Linked DNA regions of Mus musculus: region 2 is linked to region 1. A link is a contact called in public promoter capture Hi-C data. All regions are on one chromosome and are shown on one strand. Each heading gives the region's core, a stretch centred on a gene start, on an enhancer-like site or on the middle of the called end of the contact. The rest is flanking DNA. Distances are from core to core; before and after follow the strand shown. Region 1 holds the start of Dgat1 (diacylglycerol O-acyltransferase 1). Region 2 holds the start of Elfn2 (leucine rich repeat and fibronectin type III, extracellular 2).

Evidence for each region. Promoter capture Hi-C pulls out the DNA fragments that hold promoters and counts their contacts.
Region 2: a contact with region 1 is called in a promoter capture Hi-C map of liver, with 5 times the contacts expected there. The contact joins the promoter of Elfn2 here to the promoter of Dgat1 in region 1. A contact is called at or near these places in 2 of 39 promoter capture datasets (hippocampal neurons and liver) and 1 of 9 other capture datasets (adipose tissue).

Annotation. Positions count from the first base shown.
Region 1 is chr15:76,507,759-76,515,164 of GRCm38.p6, forward strand. It overlaps Dgat1 (diacylglycerol O-acyltransferase 1), which reads right to left and starts at 4,236. Exons shown (of 17, transcript NM_010046.3): 1 at 3,797-4,236. The coding sequence starts at 4,023.
Region 2 is chr15:78,714,604-78,722,009 of GRCm38.p6, forward strand. It overlaps Elfn2 (leucine rich repeat and fibronectin type III, extracellular 2), which reads right to left and starts at 4,168. Exons shown (of 2, transcript NM_001358692.1): 1 at 3,801-4,168.

The sequences.
Region 1 (7,406 bases), core at 2,986-5,485:
AAAAAAAAAAAAGAACAAAAAAACACACACCTTTGATCCTAGCACTCAGAAGGCAGAGGCAGGCAGATCTCTGACTTTGAGGTCAGCCTGCTCTACAGAGTTCTAGGATAGCCAGGGCTACAAGAGAAACACTATCTTTTAATTAACTAATTAATTAATTAATAGAATTGATATCTACTTGGCACCTAGCTCCATCTACACTAGCTTCTGGTCAGTAGGAAGATAGTCACATCCTTCTTAGTGTCCGTGCCATGCTACAGCAGCACCAAAGTGAGACAGAATCCCAACACCACTCTCAGCTGTCCATTTCCTCGGGACTAGGCTTCCAGCATCTAACACCAGGCCCATGTGATACAAGCCATGTGATATGACTGCTGTATCTCTACCTTGAATCCCTTTTCTCCCCAGATCTGGTGGCTGCCCTTGTTTGGGGTATTCACTGGCTTGATGTAGCTGCCTTTAAGAGGCAACCCCATGAGACAAGCAGGAAGGCATCTTCCAGTCTGTCTACTAGACCTCCCCACCAGTCCCCCTCCCCCACACTGAAACCCTGTGGTTGCAGCATATCCCAAAGCCTCCTGCCCCCAAAACCTCATGGCTGGCCTCTGTGGCACAACCCACCACTGCCTGCACATAACCAAAGCCATTTCACAAGACTGACCTCTCTCCCCTTTGGGTAACCAAGGAAACCATGCTGCTTTTTCTATGCCCATCTCCAGAATGAGGACAAAAGTATAGAATGGGGTCCTGCTTTCCAGAGCTAACTGCAAGCAGATAATTTTTGTTTTTTTGTTTTGTTGTGTTGTGTTGTGTTGTGTTTTTAGGAGACATGACCTATGTAGGCCAGGCTGGCCTTGCTTTTCCTGCCTTAACCTCCCAAGTGCTGGTATTGCAAGCATGTGCCACCTGATGGGACACCTTGCCTGGTGTAGCAGACAAGATCCTAGGAGGTTTTTTGGTTGGTTGGTTTTGGGTTTTTTTTCCCCAGGGTTCTTCTGTTGGGCTTCCAATTCCTTCCTCAACTGTCCACACTGGTGTCTTGGGTCCTCTTCTCCCATCCATCATCTTGAAGGCAGCATTCCTACTGCCCTGCCTCCACCCATGCCACTCCCTCCCTCCCTAGGCCAGAGATATCTGTCCCAGGTTGATGAGGAAGCCCCCATCAACCATTGCCTGCAAAGCTCCGAGCCTGCCACTGTGACCAGAAGCTAGTAGGCTGAAGGGCAGGCTGCAGAAATGGCCAGCAGGGAAAAGAGGAGCTGGCTACATGATGACAGCTGTTTTTGCCACCCTCTCACCTACTAAAGAGCCTGCCTGTGTCCTGTGCCTTCCAACTGTCTTACACTCACTCCGAGACTAAAAGGACACAGGATAGCTGGCCCTCCTTCCTGTCTTATGGTAGGTCCTTTACCCAGGCCTACTCGAGTTAACCACAGAGAACAAGGAAGAGGTGGCATCCTCTCTTGACTCTCCTACAACTCCACATAAACACTGTAGAACAAGAATAAGCCCATCCATACACACATGCCAAGATCTGTGCCACACTCAAGGACCAACCTCTAAGTATGGGCTTCATCTAGGGACCACACAGTTCAGATCTGACCCCAAATAGAAAGGAAGGGAATAGAATGCCAGCTCCTCTTCTAGCTGACACCTGACACTTCTGTGCTGCTCTCTGACCCAAGCCCTGGGTTACAAGAGAGCAAGCAACTCATAATTCCTAGACCATGCTACAGAGATGTACAAAAGATAATCAAAGACAAATACCTTGGGAAAAACCTACCACCATTAAGGTCTTGCCTTGGGTGCCATTCAGTAGACAAAACGCACAGCCTCACCTTGCCATAGGATAGAAGAAATGAGCTGACATCCAGAACCTGGCTCAATGGCCCTGCTTAAAGTGAGCAGGAAGTACTAGGGAGGGGAAGACACAGAAGCTCAAGGAGTCAAGAGGAAGGGTGAGAGTTGAGCTGGGCTGCCAAGAGCAACAGCAGCAGGGGGAGGGGGAGCTGGCAAGGGAAGAGCTGCAATAGGCTGAGCTACAGGCCAACTCCAAGAGGGCAGGCAGAGCCTGGCCCACCAATGTGGAGGGATGGAATCTAGCTCCTCACCTAGGAGGCTTCCGGCCCTGTGACATCCCCAACATGGATTGAGGCCCACTGCCCACTGGGGGATGACAAACTCCCCATCCCCATAATGCAACATCCATCTATGGAGGAGAAGGGGCCACAGCACAGACCCTTTCCACACACATAGACATCTTTCCTAGCTTGCACAAGCCTCCCACCGGAGTACACTGAGTTCAATGGTCATCAGGAGGTGTGACTGTTCTCTCTTGCCTATCCCTGCATAGTAACTTGGCCTACAACTGAGACCTCAAAGATAAAAAGATACTTTCCCCACTGCTCCAGAGGTCATACTAGCCAAACTCCTGACTCCTAAAGGAAAGGACAATGAGGGCATTCAGAATAGGGGATTGTTAGGATCACAGGACCTTAGGACATAGGACCCTTAACATCTTTTCTGATGCAGCGGGCACCTTTAATCCCACCACTTGGGAGACAGACACAGGTGGAGCTGTTTGAGGCTAGCCTGATCTACAGAACTAGTTCCAGGACAACCAGGGCTACACAGAGAAACCCTGTTTGTGTGTTTGTTTGAGAGAGAGCGCACACACACAACATCTTTTCAGGTGGAAAATGGGAGGCCAGCCTCTCTCAAGACCAGCTTTGATTTACAGAAAATCATGATCCCTCTAAGGAGGGCCAACCTCCTCCCCCACTCTTGCCTCCAAGGCCTCCTTACCTGACCTTTGTTCATAATATGCCATACCTGCCTCACACTGAAGTTATCTTATCTCCTGGGTGAACTGTGAACACCCTAGGGCAGCTGGGGCGTGGGGGGCACCGTGCCCACTAGAAAAAGATTGTTGATACAAAGAGAACCAGACTTTGCCACCCTAGATAGCCACTTCCTCCAAGCCCCTCAGGTACTTCCTAACCCAGAGCTACTAAAGGGTCCCATGATGATCACCAAAAAGAGTCTCAGGGCCGGCTTTGTAGGAGACAGTCTCCATTTCTTCAGCTAAGCAGGGCCTCTCCCATAGGTGTGTTCATACCAAACCTCTCTCCGGTACTCCAACCACGGGATGAAAGTCTCACTTAGTAGTCAGCTCTGCCCCTATAGCCCGAAGTCATTCTGGTAACATAAGCTGGGCTTCCTTCAGGCCCTCCTACTTGCTGGAAGAGGGGTGAATAAGCCATGCAGCCTGTTAGTACTAGAAAGCTTCCTGTACTGTCCTCTGCCCCGAGCAAACGCCCATACCCATCGCCTCAAACAGGCGTGTGTCCTCTGGAGCCTCTAGCAGCCTTCTCTACCCACAGGACACCCCTCGTAGTTTTTGCAAAGGTAACTCTTCATCATAACCCTCCCTGGAAAACATCAGCCTCCTTCCACTGAAGAAAGCCCATTCATCTCCACCCCCCACCCCCCCGGGGCTCACATTTCCTGCTACCCACTCCTCAGAAAGGACCTCAAGGGACTCTGCCTCAAGGTGTGCTTACTTTCCTAAGCAATATGGAAAGGGGGCTGCTGCCCACTCCTCTACCCAGACTCCCTGGTCGGCTACACGACCACACCTGGGTGACCTTGGCAAGTGACCCTCTCCCCAAAGCCCGTGTCCCAGTACAGCCCCAGGGGAGCCCCGGCCGCGTAACTCGCAAAGCTGTGGCCAACTTTTAAGAACTAGGAGCGTCACTGGAGAGGTCAGATGTAAGGGGATCAGGCACTCCGCTACCTCAGATCCCAGTAGCCGTCGCCCACGCTGGTCCGCCCGTCTTTGTCCCGGGTATGGGCTGGAGCCGGAGCCGGAGCCGGCGCGTCACCCCCGGCGCCCAAGTCGGGGCTCACAGCCGCGTCTCGCACCTCGTCCTCTTCTACCTTGGGCCCACTACCACCCTGGACGGAAACCCGCGAGCCGGTCCTCCGACGCCGAGAGCTTCCCGCGCCTCCGCGGTCGCCCATGGCTTCGGCCCGCACCTCGTCGCGGCCCAGTCGTGCTCCGCCGGCTCTCAGCGCTTGGAGCCCGCGGCCCCGCCTCTGGACCCTGAGCAACGGCCTCCGCCGCCGCCCCCTGCCGGCCTCCGTAGCCGGCGCAGCGCACGACTACCTCTGCGACGCTGAGGCTGCGATGCTGCGGAGCAGCTGACTGGCTGTGGCGTCAACTGGAGAGTCCATTTGTAGTCCGAGGCCGAGCGGAGGCGGAGCCTAATCGAAGACGCGGAGCACGCTGGGAGTCGCGGGAGCAGAGCGCGGAGCCTCCTGGGAGTTGAAGGCACCGGGAGCTGGTGACGTATAGCACTCTGGGAATTGCAGTCACAGGCTGGCAGAAGCAACTAGTGTGCAGCTTGGCTGTGAACTTCGGTGGAAGAGGTCCGAGGTGCTGTCTCACTGCGAGGAGCAAGCGGGAGGAGAACTGCCCCGGCTCCTGGCTCCCTGGCAGCTACGCACTTCCTCTGACCTCTTGCTTGCCTCTTGTCCCACTTATGTAAAAACATCCTTTCGTCATCCCCAGCAGCGGTTTGAGTGTAGGTCATTTATGAAACTGCGCTGACGTCTTGCGGTTCCAAATCCATTTTTGAGCGCACAACCGACAGACTTATCTGCTCTGGCAGCATCGTTCTCCGAAAGATCCCTAGCTGCTAGGCAGGAACCAGTTTAAATGTACCTTGGAGCACATAGCCTGTCAAAGGATCAAACTGGAGAAATACCCAGCTTCGCATTACAGCAAATGTGTGCAACTGCCCAGTTAGTTAAAAGAAGCAACTCACCAGTCACCATGGCCTCTTCCTCTACCGCCCCACAGTGCTGTCGAGGGCCCGACAAGCAACGTGCCTGATTTAGACACCGCCGTGCATACATTCTAGACCTGAGGAAGCACCTAATTTCCTTCAGAAACACTATAAAGGACCAAGGAGAATAGTGGCTTTCTCTTCTGGGGAATAGCAGGCCTAAGAAGCACCTCTATAGGACAAGGTTGGTAGCCTCTCCTACAGGATGCTACTAGTCTTCCTATTAAGCTCCCTCCACTTCTGTAGTATCCACTGACTCCTTCCCTCAGGTCACACTTTCTTCACGACACATCTCATGATGAGCAATCTGGGCTGCCCTGCCGGTGGTGTCTTTGTACATATGCAGAGAAAAGCGAACCCAGGCTTGGACTTTTGTGGATCAGAGCCAACCTGGTCAGTGTCTCCGAGCATTCCTTTGTTGCTGGCCCAGTCTTTCATCTGGTCCTTGGCAAGGCAAGGGCTAGGTCTTTGTGAATAGTGACCCCAAAAGGAGGCAGAGTGAAAGAAAAAGTCTCTTTGGGAGCCTGAAGTGAAGGTAAGTCGTGTGAGCTCTGCCATGCCTTTCCCGCTCCTTCCTCTGTTAAGTGAATACGAGGCTTCCACATTCTCCTGGGCTAGCACGTTGGCTACACCAGCTTCCAGTTTGAAACCAAAAACTAAAAGTGGAAGGTTGAGGCCTAGGCTGCCACTAAAGCCAGAGATGAATCCACACCATCCAAGAGAATGAAAGTCCTCCTTGGAGACAGCTATTCATTGACATTCAGCCTTACAGCTGTCAGCCTCCAAGAGGCCATGGGAGTGAAGAGACCAGAGGATGACCAGAGCCATCAGGAAGGATGGTTCTATGGAGACCTGTGCCAAAGAGATGGCACCGATGTCAGAGTTCCAGGGCCTGATTCAAGGAGGAAAGGCTGGAATGGATGATTGCGATATGCAGACAGCTTCACTGTTGAAATTTAACGTGAGTGGTGGCACACGCCTTTAATCCCAGCACTCAGGAGGCAGAGGCAGGCAAATTTCTGAGTTCGAGGTCAACCTGGTCTATAGAGTTCCAGGACAGCCAGGGCTACACAGAGAAACCCTGTCTTGAAAAAAAAAAAAGTGTGCAGACAGGGCTGGTGAGATGGCTCGGCAGTTATGAGCCCTGGCTGCTCTTCTGAGAGGTCCTGAGTTCAATTCCCAGCAACCGCATGGTGGCTCACAACCATCTATAAGGGTAACTGATGTCCTCTTCTGGCATGTGGGTGTATATGCAGCAGAGCACTCATACAATAAATAATGTTTTTTAAAAATTTAATTTTAAAAAAAAGTCACAAACAGCTTCAGGCTGAACCCAGCACCCTAGGATTACAAGCAGGCCAAGGAAAACCTGCTTCGGAGAGTTTGCAGTGGTGGAGAAGAGGGCTCATCAAAACCCTCCAGGAAGCTGTTTCCATTCCTTTTGGCCTACTAACATAAAGAAACAGAAGCGGGGACACACACACACACACACACACACACACACACCACATGGTGGCTTGCAACCATCCATAACAGAAAATCTGATGCCCTCTTCTGAAGTGTCTGAAAACAGATACAGTGTGCTTACATATAATAAATAAATAAATAAATATTTTTTAAAAAAAGAAAAGAAACAGAAGCAATCAAGGCCCTGAAACTGTGGGGTCCTCTAGAAAGTAGGAAGATACAAGACTTCCTGTATGCCTTTGCTACCACCAAAAAAGTGGTGTTTGGGTGGGTGGAGACAGTACTATGTGAAGACAGTCCTAGGCTATTTGTTCACCCACAACTGTTTATCTGAGCCTTAGGCTCCTCTTCTACAAACAGGAAATCTCTTACTGAGCAATGGTGGTTACAGGCCTTTACAGGAAATCTCTTACTGAGCAATGGTGGTTACAGGCCTTTACAGGAAATCTCTTACTGAGCAATGGTGGTTACAGGCCTTTAATACAGCACTGGGGAGGCAGAGGCAGATGAATCTCTGAGTTCCAGGACAGCCAGAGAAACCTTGTCGATCTTGTTCCAGCTAGGGACAGTGACAGTTAAGATCCTCTGTGGAGAGCCTGATTAACCATTTCTCCCAGTCCCAGATGTGCCTTCATTCCTGTTGTTACTGCTGTCCCAGCTTCCCAGAGAGCATGTCCTCCACCACTGGGATAATTTCCAAGCTGCTGGCACATAGGACATGACCTGCTGCAGATACGTCTCTCCCTTTCGACATGAATGGAATCTGAGTGAGTCTGCCTCCTGTTCTTGCCAGGATGTGGGCAGTTGGGCTGGCTCTGACCTAAGACTGACCTAGTTTGGTGCATCAAAGTTTTTGAGCCACTCAACTCACACCTGCTGACCTGCTTGCCAAGGGTCATTGCTGGGTGAGCCTTCCACCCTCACTCCCGTGGCTGCTCTAACTCTCTACCCAGCACAGCCTTGCCTCCTATTTCCTCTGTTCTCCTTGTCTAGAATCTGAGGGCTACTTGTGGTTACAGAAGTGCCTCTCCTCCTGGGAATCTTCATACTGGCCCAGCCTAGCTGTCTAGCAGTACAAGAGCACACACC
Region 2 (7,406 bases), core at 2,918-5,417, 2.2 Mb after region 1:
TGTAACTCCTGGACCCTCTTCACTTAACGAACCGGCTCCCACACAATTCAGAAGATGAGACGTTCAGGCTGAAAAGAGCAGAAAGTATGGGCTAACATGCGTGCGTACACACACAAACACACACACACACACACACACACAGCCAAATACCCACAAACACAATATCGGAGGCACCATGGAAGGTCAGAATCAGAGAACTTTCTTCAGGAAAAGAAAGTAGGACAGGGGAGCAAGACCAGGGGGCTCCCCCAGTGTCTCCTCCTGCAGGTCTATCCTTGCAACCATCACACAAGTCACCCCCACCTACTGTTCCCCATATGGCCAGGTCCCTCTCCTCATTTACAAATGAGTGGCACACACCTTGAGAGGACCCTAGTGACAGACAGGACACCCAAAGATAAAAGGACCCAGGCCCAGTTGGCAAGGAGTTTAGAAAAGAATGGAGCTTGTCTTAGAGTCTGCCTTTGAAGTTCCAGTCCTAATTGCCCATCTGTGCAGCCCTGGGCTGGTCTACAACCTCTCTGTGCCTTGTCTGTGGGATGAAGTATTCCTATTGCTCTCACTATGCAAGGATTCTGTGGGACTAAGCAAGAGCCAAAGACAAGTTATAGATTGTACCCCAAACCAGGCCTTAAGGCAGGGGCTGAAGGGACCTCTCCCTAATGTTCTCAGTGTTGCAACTGTATTGGCCACTGCTCTCCAAAGCCAACCCCTTCCTGTGGCTTGCCCAGGTGTCCCTGCAGTCCTCAAGACCTCCCGAGGGCCTCCCCAGCAGCTGTGTGCAGGGCTGAGCTGAAGGCAAGGGCACTCTACTATCCTGAGCCCACAGACAGTATCCCCAGCCGCAGTGTCAGAACCTCTGCCCTGGGTAGTCACTGAGCCAGGAGGAGGTTAATTTGATCAGGGATCGCCTGGGACAGCTGGAGGCAGATGTGTGAGTTAGCCTTCTATAGACTGTTCTCACACAAGCAGTCTGACAGGAGGTACGGAGTCTCAAACTCCTCCTACCTACAGAGCCTATGTCACACACAACTGGGAGCAACAGAGGTGGCCCTAACACTCCTGACAGCCATGGGATGAGAAGAGGGCCATCCTGAAGAGAGAGCATGAGGATTCAGAGCCCCTGAAGAGAATCTGTGACAGATGAGTGTGCCCATCTCCATACAAATCTGTGAGAGCGGCAGCCAGTAACCTTTGAAGCCACCTGCCAACCTGATTCAACCCACCCTGTGTGTCACATACGGTCCCTTTCCCTGGTGACCTGATGTTTTCCTTGCAGCCACACTGTGGAGGGGGGAAAAATGCATTGACCTCAGTTTCCCTGAGGGATGTGACAGCAGCCAGCCCACCCACCTAAAGGACTACTTCGAGGACCCCAGAAAAGAAGGGAAGCAACATCTTTGCAGAGTTCGACTCAAACCAAAACAGCAGGGGGTGCTGGAGGGGAGGGGTGTTCTAAGGAACAGAAAGAGAGATCTGGCACAGACTGAGCTCCACCCCAGGTGCCAGACACCAAAAGGCCCGCTGTGGTTCCTGGGACCCCCATTCTTCACTTCTAGCCTCCTCCACAAGTGACAGATGAAGGTCCAGGCAGGAAAGTAGCAAAACTCAAAAACGCAAAACTCAGAAAACGGCAAATTGAGATTAGAATCTGAGGCGCCATGCTCCCTCGAAGTGTGCCCAGGCGTCCACATAAATGTATGCAAACAAGGTATGTGCCCAAGGTCTTCGAGCTGCCAGCACAGACGGGAGAGACTCAGAGGCCAGGGGATATCATGAGTGAGAGGATGAGGTGCATCCTTGGGGAGCAACCTCCTTAAAAAATGAACGACCACACCTCCTCAGACCACCAGGAAACGCGGACCCCTTGCAAGAGACCTCTTGCTCTTGCTCCATCCCCTGCTCCTCTTCTTCCTCCTCCCAAGGGGCATAAACACACTCAACCCCACACATGCACAGTGATATCACATGCCCCGGCCCATAAGGGTGGCCCTCACATTGCTGTCCCTGTGACGTCACCAATAGCCTGAAGCTGATGTCACACCCCAAGGTTCTCACTGACATCACACACACACACACACACACACACACACACACACACACACACACACACACACACACTTCTTTCTCCCGGTGTCTTACTCTTCTTTTCCTGCCTGAAGGCTGGTGGCCCAGAGGTCCCCCTGTCCACCATGCATGACAAGAGGGTCCACAGATAGCTAAGACAGCAGCAATGTGCGTTCATCCACATACCAGACAACATTGACACGCATGTGCAAGCCCACTGTTGATCTAGACATAACATGTCCCACAGGTGTCCACAGGGTACAGAAACAGTTAGAGCCAAGCACACACACACACACACACACACACACACACACACACACAGAGGCAAACATGCCTAGCCCTCGTGATGCAGCTCCGGGTGTTGAGATGCCCCTCCTCCGTCAGCGAAGCCAACAGCCAGGGCTGCAGCTTCTACTACATTCCTCCAGGTACTGCCGAGCAGCTGCCCCTTCCCCCAGCTTCTCCTCCCACAGCCTGGCCTGCTGACAGTGACATCCGCAGCCGGACACAGGAGCACGCGCGCACACACATGCACGCGCACTCAGCACACACAGGCGCACACACACACCCCAGTTCAACACCTGTATCTCTCAACAAGGAGCCAGCTGCAGGGTAAGAAGAGTCCAGAGCCCTGGGAAGTACCCTTAAGTACCACATGTATCCAGATCTGGCTGAGATTCTGAGCAGTGTCCCCGGCTCATTCTCCTTGGTCATGCCTGACACACCGAGGCCTGGCAGCCTCTATCCTCCTCCACACAATCTCCCCAAGTACGCAGATTCAGAGAGAGAGAGAGAGAGAGAGAGAGGGAGAGAGAGAGAGAGAGAGAGAGAGAGAGAGAGAGACGCACACAGGCACATACAGACACACAGACACATACAAGCTCTCTCCCCTCCAAATATTCCAAGGAAGCCCTGCTGAGCCACAGATTGTGTGTGTGTCTGTGTGGCAATGGGGGTCTATCCTGAGTCAATACACATCCTTTCCACATGCATATACCACCCCACCAGCCAACACACCCACCCTCTACCCCCTCCTAGCCAGTAGCAGTACACACACACACACACACACACACACACACCACTAGGCAATGGTGGGGCTCAGTCAGAGCTGCAGTCTGTCCGTTTATGCTGGTGCTTCTGTCCCACACCAGCCCTGCCGAGGGGAAAAAAATCCAAGTCCTTGCAAGGGTCCCAGCATACCCTAACTCTGGTCCCCCTACTACATTCACAGTGCCCCTGAGAGATAGGGGGCAAGTCGAAAGCCGGTCCCTTCCCCCTGGGCTAGAGATCTAGCCACCCTGTGAAGCCCCCCTTACCAGTGAGATGAATTCCTTGACCCGCCACGACTCAGTGAAAAGCGGGCCGGAGCTCTGGTTCGCCAAAATGGGGGCCAGAGAGGTGCGGCGTGGTACTGGCTAGCAAAACCCTGCTCAAGCTTCTGCATCACCACCGCGAAAATGTTCACCTCGACGCTCGTCCTCCCTGCCCTCCCACCACGCCTCCGCCCAGCCTCTCCCCCACCACCTTGCGCAGGGTGGTCCCTTGGGGGTCTTATGGGGGATCCCCAGACCAAGAAGAACCAAGAAGAGTGGCTCTCCCTGCCTCATCCTCCCCTCCCAGGTCCCTTTCCAAGCCCCACCCCCGCTGGCGGCCAGGGAGCCCTCAGCTCAGCCTGGATTCCCGGGGTCCCCGCCAGCCGCCTGCAGCACTCGGATCCGGAGGAATCCACTCACCTCCAGTCCTGACTGGGATCCGAGCGGGATGCCACCACCTCCCGGCAGCGGCTGCTGCGGGGCCTGCGCCGGAGAGCGAGCGTGAGCGCGGGTGCGAGTGTGCGCGGCGGCCGGCCGTGGCTCTGTGCGTGTCGTGTGTCTGTGGCGTGGCCCGGGCGTGTGTGTCTGTGAGCGTGCGTGTGCGCGCAGACACTGCCACCCCCGCCTCCCGCCGCGTAGGGCTGCTGCCCGCAGAGGGCCCGGGTGCTGGGCGGAGGACCTCAGGGGCTGGCGATCACTGCGTCTGTCGGTCCGTCCGGCTCTGTAGCCAGATCCCTTCACAGGCCTCTCTCCGCTGCAGACCCTCCCGCCCCTCCGCCGTCTGCTTCCACGGCCACAAGCGCGCTCCCAGACACACGCCACGGGGCGGGGGCCGCGCTGGGCTCTGGCGCTACTGCAGCTGCAGCGCCCTGTGAGGTGGCTGCACCGCGGACCGCCAAGCCCCGGGCACCCGCCGAGCGCGCCCCCCGGCCCCGCCCCACCTCGGCCACCTCTCTCCGGGCTATGTCTCAGTTCACCCCACCACCGCCTCCTCCAGCTCATTCAACAGCTGGAGGCAAAGTTGCCCCGGGTGCAGCGCCCTGCTCGAGGACAATCTCATCCCCAACCCCGCTTCCCCCCTTCCCATGCCCGAGCACCCCTTTCCGCCTGCGCCCTGACCCGGTGTTCCGCGTGTAACCACTGGAGAGCACTGCGGTGGAGCTGCTGCGTTCCCATTTTGCAGGCGGGACAGCTGAGGCGGGTGAGCAGAGTGCTTGCCCAAAGTTTATACAGCGAGTCCGAGTCCGTGGAGTCTCCCAATTCTCCCTGCCTCCAAACCAAGGCATTTGGCTACCCCTCGCTGCCTTACCCCATCCCCGGGAGCATATTGGGCTCTGTGGCCACAAAGAGAAACTTCCTAAGGCCTTCCTGGCCACAGCTTAAGCTCCGCTTCAAACACAGACACCACCACCATCACCACCACCACCACCACCTGCAAGGGAGTCTCCCTGCAAGGCAGCGGTAGTTGAGGCTCTGCACCCGAAGCTGGGCACACAAGCAGCTGGTGGGAGTCTGGGCTGATGTCAGGAGTCTCCTCCAGCCGTTGTGACCCGCCAACCCAGACAGTTGAGCTCTGCCGCCGCCAGACTTTGTGCTTCGCAATCACTTTTCCGGGCCGCATTCACCAGAGCCTGTCCTCAGGTGGTGCACAGCGACTCAGCCCGGCTGCTGGAACTCCTAACAGGCCTGGGCTGAGTCTGGACAGATGAATGGGAGCTGATGGGTAGGAGTTGCTCAGCTGAAGGAAGTGGAGAAGGGTATCCCAGACTGCGGGAACGACATGTGCAAAGTCACAGAGGCGGAAAGCATCCTGGTGTACTTAGTACAGAGGGACCCGTGGAGTTGGGTAGCACTAGAGCAGAAAGAAATGCTGTACAAAATCGCCTCGCTCTTGTCATCCGAGGACAGGAAAGTAGCCCAGGATAGGACCAGAAGGGTAGATAAGCGCTGAGACCCAGGCCACCTGTTATGTCACAATTTAGAGAGACTGTGGGGTGTCTCACCTCTAAGCCTCCCGACCTGTACCTTTTTGAGTGGCAGGCGCATTTCTTCCTACCCATCCTTCAGATCTTCTTTGCAGACCCAATGAAACCTTATGCTGCCTCTGTCTACTAACCTAATCCCCTTCCCCGAAGAGGGACCATAAGAACTCAGGGTTCCCTAACCGAGGCTAGGCACCGAGGTGGGTCCAGCTCCAGTAGCACACACCCCACCCCCGCCCCTACCATCCCCCACCCCACCATCTCCCGATCCCACCTCCGCCAAGCTCGCTTCTGTTGAAGAGACGGCTGCCCCTGCGCCCTCTAGCGGATCAAATGCGCGACTGCAGAAAACTCCCTGTGGCTCGCGTGTGCTGAGGTGGGCGCTGGCAGAGGCCTACTAAATCCAGCCCTGGTCCAAGACATTGAGCACTGACTCTGGGAAGCACCAGGCATAGAATTGCAAAGTAACATCTCTGATTCATCTGTATGAGTGTCCCGGTCATCAGCCAGAGTGAGAGTCACACCTTGCCCCACCCCCACCCCCAGCCTCAGTTTCCCGCCTGTAAGAAATGGTTAAGGTCGCACTTCCTTACTGGTGCCTTCTCTTTTCTCCTGGGGCCTGCAAAGCTGGCTAGACTCACTCAGCGGTAGTTTTGAGCTTCCATGGTTCCCACATTCCAGCTTTGAAGGCTGGCCCTTGCAGGGTAGAGATAAGCTGTTGCCAGTTTCCCTCTCTGAGCTCCGTTGTTGCACCACACAGATGATGACATTGGCCGGGGCTGAGGTGGTGTCATTGTTGACTACACCATCTGGTTCCTTGATTGGGCCTTCTCTACACAAGCACTGTCCAATGTAACTTTCCACCACAGCGGAAATGATTTAAGGAGTCACTAACCTCTTGTGGCTATTGTGTGGTTAAAACCGTGGCTTCTACAACTGCCGGGTGCACTTATCTTTTTTATTTTGATTGATTTAGACTTAAGTGGCCACGTATGGCTTGTGGCTACCGTGTTAGCAAAAAACTTGGGTACATAGCAGCCTCCTGGTCAAAAAGACCCAGAGAAAGAGCTTGGTATGAGTGTGAACACCGGGACTTGACAGATTCAATGCAATTTCCATAACAATTCCAACACATTTCTTAACAGACCTTGTCAGAGCAAATTCTCAACTTCATGTGGAAAAACTAAAAACCCAGGATAGCTAAAAACAACCGAGAACAATAAAAGAACTCCTGGAGGTAGCACCATCCCTGACCTCCAGCTGGACTACAGAGCAGTAGTCATAAAAACTGCATGGTGTCAGTATGGGAACACAGGCTAATTAGAAATCCACACACCTCTGGATACTTGATTTTTTTCCACAAAGATAGCAAGACTATACAACAGAAAAAAAAAAAAGAAAAGAAAGAAAGTGTCTTCAACAAATGGTGCTGGTCTACCTGATGTCTGCATGCAGAATACTGCAAATAGATCCTTATCTATCACCCTGAACAAAACACAGGTCCCAGTGGATCAAGAACCTCAACATAAAACCAGACACAGTAAATCTAATAGAGAAGAAAGTGGGGAAGAGCCTTGAACTCACTGGTACAGGAGACAACTTCCTGAACAGAACACTAGTGGCTCGGGCTCTCAGATCAACAATTGATACATGGGACCTCATGAAACTGAAAAGCTTCTGTAAGGCAAAGGACAAAACGGCAGCCTGCAGACTGGGAAAGGATCTTCACCAACCCTACATCTAGCCCTACAAAGAGCTAATATCCAAAATTTATAAAGAACTCAAGAAGGTAGACACCAACAACACAAATAACCCTATTTAAAAATGGGGTACAGTGCTAAACAGAGAATTCGCAGCAGAGGAATCTCAAATGCCAGAGAAGCAAAAAGGAAATGTTCAAACTCCTTAGTCATCAGGGAAATTCAAATAAAAACGACTCCGAGATTCCATCTTACACCCGTCAGAACCGCTAAGATCAAAAACTCAAGGGATAGCACATGTTGTCGATAATGTGGAACAGGGGGGGGACCCTCCTCCATTGCTG